Linked DNA regions of Pan troglodytes: regions 2 and 3 are each linked to region 1. A link is a contact called in public Hi-C and HiChIP or PLAC-seq data. All regions are on one chromosome and are shown on one strand. The core of a region is the stretch at or near the end of the contact, and the rest is flanking DNA. Distances in the headings are between cores, read along the strand shown.

Region 1 (2,975 bases), core at 316-2,815:
GAGAACTAGGCACATCTGTCCAGGTCACAGAGCTTTCAAGTTCAGAATCACCCAACCCCGAATGCTGTGTCCGTCCTGCCCTACCGCCCTGAGGACCCTGGGGGCAGAGGAGTGTCCCTCACTCCTGGGACACTGATTCCCTCCCCAGCCAGGCAGCAGGGAACAGGGGAGTGCCAACTAGTCTAGGAGTCCTGAGGCTGCAGGGGCCTCCAGGACAGGGCAGGTTGGGGCGCGCTGCCCCCAGTCACCCACCACTTCTCTCTGACCACTCTGCCACTGCTGTCAGCCAACTCCGGGGGGTCATACTGCTCAAGCTCGGGGATCCCCTTGCGGGGAGGTCCCCCACCGTTGCCCTGGGCTGAATACATGTAGTCCAGGCCCCCAAGCTTCCACTCGCCAGCTCGGTCCACGAACACGGCGGCCATGCAGACATTGTTGTGGATGAGGCTGCAGTCGTTGACCAGGAAGCTGAGGGCTTTCTGGGGGCAAAAGGAGCCATCACGCCCCAGCACCTGCAAGCCCCCATCCCTGCTCTCATCACCACTGCCCCCCACCTCACCACGATCTGGTGTAGCCCCCAGGAGATCTCCAGCTCCTTCAGGCCACCAGCCTCCACTCTCGCCTTGAGGTATATTCCCAACGGGGTCACAGCCTCTGTCACGACGTGGAGGCATTTTTCTGTCTGGGGAAGGGGACACAGGGTTATCAAGGACGGAGGGGCAGAGAGGAAGGAGAGATAAGCGACTTGAAGTTGGGAGAGATGGGGAAGAGGAAACCAAATCTGGGGGTGCTGGGGCACATAGGGTGGAAACAGGGCAGGAGGGGAGACAGGAGTGGGTAACCAGGACATCGTGAGGGGCAGAGACGGGCAGGCAAGGCAGCAGGTACCTCCAGTCCATCGATGTAAGCCAGGATGTTGGGGTGCCGTAGAGTTTTGAAGCGCTTGAAGGCAGCTTTGGCCACCTGGGTCTGCTCTTCCGCGCCAGGCTTCACATCATAGACGAAGATGGACACGGGGCTGCCTGTGGCCTAGGGGAGGGCAGCGGGGCCTGAGATGGTCCCAGAGCTGTTGTGTGGCCGGAAGACAAGGGCCCGCAGCCAGGTCTCTCTCCAGGTCAGCCTTAGGGACACTTCGCCGGGCCCACGTGACCCCGGCCCTGTCCGCCTGTCGGTCCCGCGGTCCCTCCGCCCGCCACGTAGGCACTGCCCGCCCCCTCCCCGGCCTGCTACCCCTTGGTTCCGCCGCCACGTCAGGCCGGGCGCGACGCGACGGGGCCGGCGGCGCGGAATAGGCAAGGCCCAGGTCGACCGCGGCCTACGGAGCTCGGCCGCACTCACCTTCTTGCGGCCGCGGTGCAGGGCCCAGGGCCCGGGCAGGCCGCCCTCTGGGGGCTCCGGGATGAGCTCGAACGGAAAGTCCCGGACCGGGTCCCGGGCAAAGAACCACATCGTCCCCACCGCCGCCGCGGGCTCGGGCGCCTTAGCTCCGGGTCCTCCGGCCGCCCGAGCCGGGGCGGGGCGGAGAGGGGGCGGGGCCTGCGTCTGACGGGGGCGGGGCCCGGGGGCAGGGCGGGGCCTACGTCGGGGCGGAGCAGTACGTGAATTGGGGCGGGGTGGGGCAGAACCTGAGTTGGGGCGGGAAGGGGCGGGGACAAGGGAGGGGCGGGAGAGGGGCGGGGATGGGGGAGCTAGGGAGGGGCGGGGATGGGGGGCTAGGGAGGGGCGGGGCAGTCCGGGGCGGCGGGCGGTACTCAGATCAGTACTCCGCCGCCGGGTAAGTCACTTAAAACCCTCCAAGCCTGTGAGCCCTTTTATCTAAAGAGGCCTAAATCCTAAAGGATAATAGAGCCTGCCGTCTAGCGTACTGTAAGGATGAGAGCTTAAGAAGGGACAGACGGATGGGGAAACCGAGGCAAAAAGGGGGAGAGGTAGAAAGACTGACAGGCATGAGAGGGTGCAGTGAGGAGTGAGGCAGAGACCCAAAGAGGGAGACTGGCCCCACGCCAGACACTCTCTCCCACCAGCAAGTGGGTGCCTCCAGGCTCCGGGGAGGAGTCGGTCCTGGTGAAGTGACCATGAGAAAAGCACGAGGAGACGCCCCAGAGAAAGAGCGTGGGTGAGAGGCAGAGAGTGAATCCAAGGTTCCATGGAGGTCCAGAACCCCGGGGCAGGGGCGGGCACCCAGGGAATGGAGGAAGGAGAGACTGAGGAGGGAAGAAGAAGTGACCCCAGGAAAGGAGGGAGGGAGAAGGAGCAACTGGGCAAGTCTGGAAGAGGCCAAAGGGCTGGGAGGGGACCCTGCTCTCCTGGGCTCAGCTGCCCGGCTCTCAAGCCAACGGATTGCATCTCTCAGTGCCTGTGTAGACAGCCATGGAGTGGTGTTAGCTCAATCAGCACATCACACTGGTGGGGATCCAGCCCCTGAGCTGTGTAGGAGGGGCTGGACAGGCAGTGGTTCCTCTGCTGGTAGGGTCTCAGGACCCAGGCTTGGGGACAGTGCCTCAACCACAGCTATGGAGCACTGGTGAGATTCTGGGACCGGTTATGAAAAGTCTGGTTGGGATGCCTTTGGGAGATAACTCAAGGGCAGAGATGCCACAGTGAGACGTTGCTGGGTTTCAATCACGGTTCAGCCCCTCATTGGATGTGAGAACTCACACAGTTCCCTTTGGGTGCGTTAGGTCCCCCATCTATAAACTGGGGTGAGGGCCAGGCACAGTGGTTCACGCTTGTAATCTCAGCACTTTGGGAGGCCGAGGCTGGAGGATCACCTGAGGTCAGGAGTTCCAGGTCAGCCTGACCAACATGTTTGAAGGGGGCCTGCCCCTCCACACCTGTGGGTATTTCTCGTCAGGTGGAGACGAGAGACTGAGAAAAGAAATAAGACACAAAGTATAGAGAAAGAACAGTGGGCCCAGGGGACCGGCACACTCAGTATACGAGGACCTGCACCGGCGCTGGTCTCTCAGTTCCCT
Region 2 (2,975 bases), core at 314-2,813, 170 kb after region 1:
AGCTGCCGGGCACTGCCCGATACAGCAAGGGCAATTCAGCACAGCCAAACACGTCCTCTGGAGAGAAGTCTTTTAGGGAAAGAGGCAGCTGAGCCTGGGATGTGAGCCCCGGGGGAGGTGGCTCAGGGGGGAATGAAGGCGCAAGAACATGGCGGGCCCCAAAGCCGACGTTGTTTCGGCGTTTCCAGCGGACCAGCCAGCCGATGCTGGGCACGAAGTCCTGGCCCATGATATCGGCCAGCTCCTTGGCTTTGTGGAGCAGCATGGGCCCCGTCACGTCCCAGGCCTTGGCCCGGGCAATGTGGTACCAGCAGAGCAGAGCCTCGTCGATCCCGCTGTACTTGGACTCCCGCTTGCGCTTGCGCTCTCGGTTGGCTGTGCCGCTGCACCAGTCCGCCAGCAGCTTCTCCTTATTCTTGCAGATGCGCGAGATCTGGGGCTGGGAAACCTGGAAGCGCCGGGCCACCTCCGACTGGGACATCTTGGACTCATCCAGGAGTTCCAGCACCTGGATCTTCTCGGCCAGGGACAGGGCGTGAAGCTTCTTCTTGCTGCTCAGCTCCATGGCCTCTCTGGGGCACCTGTGCGGGGAGGAAAGATTGAGCGGGTAGAGTAATCTGAGGCCGGAAGAGCTAGGAAAGGAGCGCAGGAGGGAAAAGAGATTAGATGAGGACTTGCGCAGGCACCGGGTGAGACTGGACCCGCCGAAAGAGGAAGTGGCTAGGCCGAGTGGAAGCCGGCTGGCCCCGTCCCCAGGATGCCAGGGCAGAGCTGGGGAGGGGGCGTCTCTCCACTCAGAAGGACAGGCGAGTCTGGGCTGGGGTCTGGCCTCACTCGGGAAGAAGGATGAAAAGTGCAGGGGACAGCTGCAGAGATAACAAAGGCGTACGGACAGGCGAGGGCCTGGGACTGGGGCCGAGGGGGCAGGTGTGGGGCTACGGGGCTGCGGGGGAGGAGCCCCCGGGAGGGACTGGGAGGCGGCTTGGGCTGGATTCAGATGACGCCGCTGAGGGGCGGGAGGTGGGTGGATGCACACAGAGTTGAGGTGACAGGTGTACAGACGACAAAGGGGACAGAGGGTGTCTGAAGGAGCGAGGCTAATTTGGTGCCGGGTCCTGAGAGGGAGGCTAGGCGACGGTCAGTCCTGAGGGGAGCGAGAGGGCAGGGCCGAGGGCGCGGGTGCACGAGCGACAAAGGGCGGGAGGCCTGAGGAGGCTGCGGGCAGCGGAGGGGCGGGGTGTCCCCGCGGGGAGGGTGGTGGCCTGGGAGGGTCCCAGGGCGCGGGAACGAACGCCCGGACCCAGGCAGGCCGGCAGCCGGACTCCGTGCCCTGGCCGGTCACTCCCCCTCGACCCGGAGTATGTCGGCGGGGCGGCCCCAGGCGCCCGCCCGCCCGGCCTCCCGCTCCGCACCCACCTCAGGCGCTGGTCCCGCGGCTCCAGCCCCTGCCCCCAGCCCGGCTCCCGAGCCCCTGTCCGGGCGGCGACAGCAGAACAGGGGAGGGATGGGCGCCACGACCCCGAGGGCAGAGCGGACCGAGGGCCTGCGCAGACGGCGGGCGGGCGGGCGCGCGCACAGCAGAGTCCCGTGCGCGCCGCCCGCGCCGGGCTCTCTCCCGGCTGCGAAGTCCGCGGTGCGGCCCCTCTGCACCCACCCGCTGCAGCCCCGCCCCACCCCAAGCAGATTGGTCCTCAGTGGCGCCCCGTCCCTCCCCTGGCTAAGTTTCATTGGACGTTGCGGAAGTGGCGGTTCGTCGAGCCCCTCTGGGGGCGGGGCTTCTAGCGCGGAGGGGCGGGAGGCGGAGCCAGGAACCAGCAGGACTCCCCTGGGCGCCTCCAGCAGCCGCCGACCCCGAGGGCCCGACGAGCCCTGTAGGTGGTGTGGTGACCGCCGAGCTGACTTGGCGTCCCAAAGCCTCCCTGGCTGTGACCCTAGGCCGCATCGGCTTCTTCGTCTACCAAGCAGGGCTAACAGCCCTCACGGAATTGTTTTGGGAAAACGATGAAAGGAGAAAATGGACGCAAGCTTTAAGCCACACAAAAGCTGGTTACCATGGACAGCGCTGGCTCGAGTCTGTCGGCCACGGAAACACTGCATCCTTGGGCCAGTAATGATTTAGGACGAGTATTTTATTAGATTTGGTACAAGATTCAAGTTCTTAAACTCAAGATCTGGCATCGTTCCCTTCCCTGCTAACCTTCAGTCCCGAATTAAACGCAGACGTCTTGACCCGCAGCCCAGCTGCTCTCCAGCCTCGCTGCTCCCTCCGCTCACAGCTCCGCATCCTCTGCCTTCCTCACAGGCTTCCGTCCGCACCCCCGTCCTACCGGCTGACACTGTCCAACTCTCCAAGACCCATCTCAAATCCTACCTCCCGCAAACCCTTCCTAAATTTCCTCACCTAGGCCTGCTACAGCGTTCTTATTTTCCACATTTCTTTTCTGGCTCTCGGACTACTCAGCTGCCAAAGCGCATCCACTGCTGTACTCCCTCTCCGCCTGGCCTACTTCAGTGGAAAAGCATGAGGACGGGCTGCGCTCTGCTCCTCACACAATCCCCAGCCCAGAGCACCCTGCTTATTTATTGAACATAACAGTGCAGGCCGGCCTAGGCTTCCCATAGGCAAGGATGACTTTCAGAATGTTCTAGAAAAAAGGATACTTCAGGGGGCCCATAACTGCTTGATTCAAATCTTTCCTTTAAAAACATAAAAACAACAGTTGGACTTCTAAAACACACACTGAAGACATACGCGCTGCCACGTAAGCTCTCCACATGTTCACTATGCCTTCCGGGAAACTGTGTGCACATCAACGTGCCCTGGGAAAGGCTGCAGGGCTGCACTGCGGGCAGTTCAGATCCTAGAGCACTTGCTCTGGCCTGGGAGCGCTGCAGGCAACTGAAGCCACACAGACCCTGCTCCTGCAAGAACTTTTGTGTGTGTCCCATGGTGATGTCATTAGTTTGCTTATTAA
Region 3 (2,975 bases), core at 301-2,800, 140 kb after region 1:
CTGCTGTCCTACTTTGGCAAACAATAATAGACCCCAAGGCCCACAGAATAGGTTGCTCAACATCACTGAGGGAGATAATGTAACCGCCCATTGGGTTCACCTTACCCTCTGCCTAGACAGAGCCAATTTGTCAAGACGGGAATTGCAATAAGGAGAGTTTAATTCATGCAGAGCTGGCTGTACGAGAGACAGGAGTTTTTTTTTTGTTTGTTTGTTTGTTTTTTTGAGACGGAGTCTCGCTCTGTTGCCCAGGCTGGAGTATAGTGGCATGATCTTGGCTCGCTGCAACAGCTGCTTCTCGGATTCAAGCGATTCTCCTGCCTCAGCATCCCAAGTAGCTGGGACTACAGGCGCCCGTCACCACACCCGGCTAATTTTTGTATTTTTGGTAGAGATGGGGTTTCACTATGTTGGTCAGGCTGGTCTCGAACTCCTGACCTCAGGTGGTCCTTCCGCCTCGGCCTCCCAAAGTGCTGGGATTACAGGCGTGAGCCACTGCGCCCGGCCTGTATCAGTTATAGTTTTTGCAAAGGCAGTTTCAGGAATAAGAAGCAGAACCAGGACTGCAGCCCAAGCCACCACGAGAGGCCAGTCTTTGGGGATGGTCTTTTAGGATGATCTTTGGGGGTGGCCCAAGGAGCCCCAGGCAGCTCCAGAGGCAGGAGGTAGGAGGTCCTGTTTCCCGAATCTGTCCACCTGGGAGAAAGCAGCAGGGGTGGCTGGGTTCTGCCTTGGCCACAGTGAGAGGAGAAGGGAGAGAAGGACTGGGCCTTGGGCGTCCCCCATGGGAGACTAGGAGCTGCGGGGAGATCTGGAGGGGAGGGTGCAGGTGTCACTGGGCCTTGATGTTCCCCAGGGCCGTTTGGTGATGGGAAGAGGGAACTGGAGCCCCAGGCTGCCGCTGATGCTGCTGGCTGACATTTCCGTTCATTCAGTCACTCAGGATTTATTGAGAGCCCACCCCGTGCCACCCACTGTGCACAGAACACCCAGAGATCCCTGTCCAGACAGACAAGTTCTTCCCATCGTATGTTGGGGTGATAACTGTGATGGAGAAAGAGAGGAAGAGCCAGCAGTGCCTCCAGCTGGGGAGGCAGGGCAGACCTCACCGAGGTGGTGACATTTGAGCCCCAGCTGGAGGGGTGCCAGGGTAAGAGTGTCCAGGAATAGGGAAGAGCCAGTCCACAGGCCTGGAGACAGAAGGCTGACTGAAGAAGAGTCTGGAGGCTCGGGTGGCTGCAGCAGAGAAAGCAAGGGGGTGGGTGGCAGGACGTGAGGTCAGAGGAGAATGGGCGGCACCCTGTGGCTCACAGATCCTTGAAAGGGTTTTGGTTTTGACTGAGCAGAATGGTGCCATTGCAGATCAACACGCACTTTAAATAATCAAAACCCCTATCTTTCCCCTGGGAAGGAGGAGGCCGAGGAAGGCTGTGTTTCTGACTCACACGGGGGAGTCGGGGGAGTCGTAAACAACCCTGAAGAGAACAGCCAGGCCTGGTGAGTCACTCCTGGGAGTGGCTCCTCCCCACCCTGCCACGCAGCGGCAACTGCGGGCTGGGCCTACCCCCTGGTGGCCACGCTCCCTCCGCACCCGGCCTCTCTCTGTGGCATGGGGGCGGCCGTGCCCCTTGGTGGAGATGAATGGGAGTGGAGCTGGGCTGGCTGGGCAGGCAGGGGCTTGCCTCTTGCTGACTAAGGCAGCCCTGGAGGGGCCCGACCATGGGGCAGGAACCCAGTTGCCATCCTCAGAGCGAGGATCATTGGCCGGGCTCGGGGATCAGGGCCTCTGTGGTCCCGGCACGCCTGGCCCGTGAGACTGTACTCTGCACGACTCCTCCAGGTGGCCAGGGTCACCGGAACTGGCTCGCTCTCCTCTGCCAGTTGCCGGAGGTCTGGGCACCAGGCCAATTCTCACCTTCCCGCCAGGGTTAAACATTAGTGGGAGGTTATCAGCGTGGGCCAGGGGAGGGAGAGGGGGGAATTCAACTCTGTCTCCTCTGCTGGAGCCGCCAGTTCCCGCAAGCCCAGACAATGCCGGTGGAGGAATTTGTGGCTGGCTGGATCTCTGGTGAGACATTTTTCTTCCTTCTGTCACATCACACCCAATGGTAGGTCACTTCCTGGGGAAGATGGGTGACATGGGAGGAGCAGAGACCAAAGTCTGAGTTCCGGCCTGGCGGGAGGATCACTTGAGCCCAGGAGTTTGAGACCAGTCTGGGCAACATAGGGAGGCCCCTGTCTCTACAAAAAAATCAAAATAATTAGCTGGGCATGGTGGCTCACACCTGTAGTCCCAGCTACTTAGGAGGATTGCTTGAGCTCAGGAGTTCAAGGCTGCAGTGAGCTATGACTGCACCACTGCACTCCAGCCTGGGTGACAGAATGAGACCCTGCCACAAAAAAAAAAAAAAAAAAAAAGAATCAGGGCATGGTGACTCACACCTGTAATCCCAGCACTTTGGGAGGCTGAGGTAGGAGGATCACTTGGGGCCAGGAGTTTGAGACCAGCCTGGGCAACATAGGAAGACCCTGTCTCTATAAGAAATGAGAGGCTGGGCGCGGTGGCTCATGCCTGTAAGCCCAGCACTTTGGGAGGCTGAGGTAGGTGGATCATGAGGTCAAGATTTCGAGACCAGCCTGGCCAACATGGTGAAACCCCGTCTCTACTAAAAATACAAAAATTAGCCAGGCGCGGTGGCGCACGCCTGTGGTCCCAACTACTCCAGAGGCTGAGGTGGAAGGAGCCCTTAAGCTCAGGAGGTTGAAGCTGCAATGAGCCATGATCATGCCACTGCACTCCAGCCTGGACAACACCAGCAAGACCCTGTGTCAAAAAAAAAAAGTCTGGGTTCCGTGGAGCACCCCAGAGCCAGCTGTCCCCAGTCCTCCGGGGAGTGGCCGATGGGAAGAAGAGAGGAAGGCACAGGTGGGAGGGTGCTGCCTCTGCCTTCCAAGGCCACTCTGCCTGACACCTG

Evidence for each region. A called contact is a pair of places that touch in the nucleus more often than the background predicts. HiChIP or PLAC-seq counts read pairs in DNA pulled down with a chosen protein or histone mark.
Region 2: a contact with region 1 is called in an H3K4me3 HiChIP or PLAC-seq map of stem cell-derived excitatory neurons, with 3 times the contacts expected there. The contact joins the promoter of TIGD3 here to the promoter of SCYL1 in region 1. A contact is called at or near these places in 2 of 7 Hi-C or Micro-C datasets (induced pluripotent stem cells and stem cell-derived neural progenitor cells) and 1 of 1 datasets of contacts at active chromatin or transcription factors (stem cell-derived excitatory neurons).
Region 3: a contact with region 1 is called in a Hi-C map of induced pluripotent stem cells, with 3 times the contacts expected there. The contact joins the promoter of SLC25A45 here to the promoter of SCYL1 in region 1. A contact is called at or near these places in 3 of 7 Hi-C or Micro-C datasets (induced pluripotent stem cells and stem cell-derived neural progenitor cells), 1 of 1 datasets of contacts at active chromatin or transcription factors (stem cell-derived excitatory neurons) and 1 of 1 other capture datasets (stem cell-derived neural stem cells).

Annotation. Positions count from the first base shown.
Region 1 is chr9:67,847,915-67,850,889 of NHGRI_mPanTro3-v2.0_pri, reverse strand. SCYL1 (SCY1 like pseudokinase 1) reads right to left here and starts at 1,565. Exons shown (of 17, transcript XM_063783090.1): 1 at 1,339-1,565; 2 at 889-1,029; 3 at 560-682; 4 at 253-479. The coding sequence starts at 1,449.
Region 2 is chr9:67,682,538-67,685,512 of NHGRI_mPanTro3-v2.0_pri, reverse strand. TIGD3 (tigger transposable element derived 3) reads right to left here and starts at 1,563. Exons shown (of 2, transcript NM_001243843.1): 1 at 1,417-1,563; 2 at 1-581. The coding sequence starts at 565.
Region 3 is chr9:67,708,898-67,711,872 of NHGRI_mPanTro3-v2.0_pri, reverse strand. It overlaps SLC25A45 (solute carrier family 25 member 45), which reads left to right and starts at 1,550. Exons shown (of 7, transcript XM_063783073.1): 1 at 1,550-2,068. The coding sequence starts at 2,032.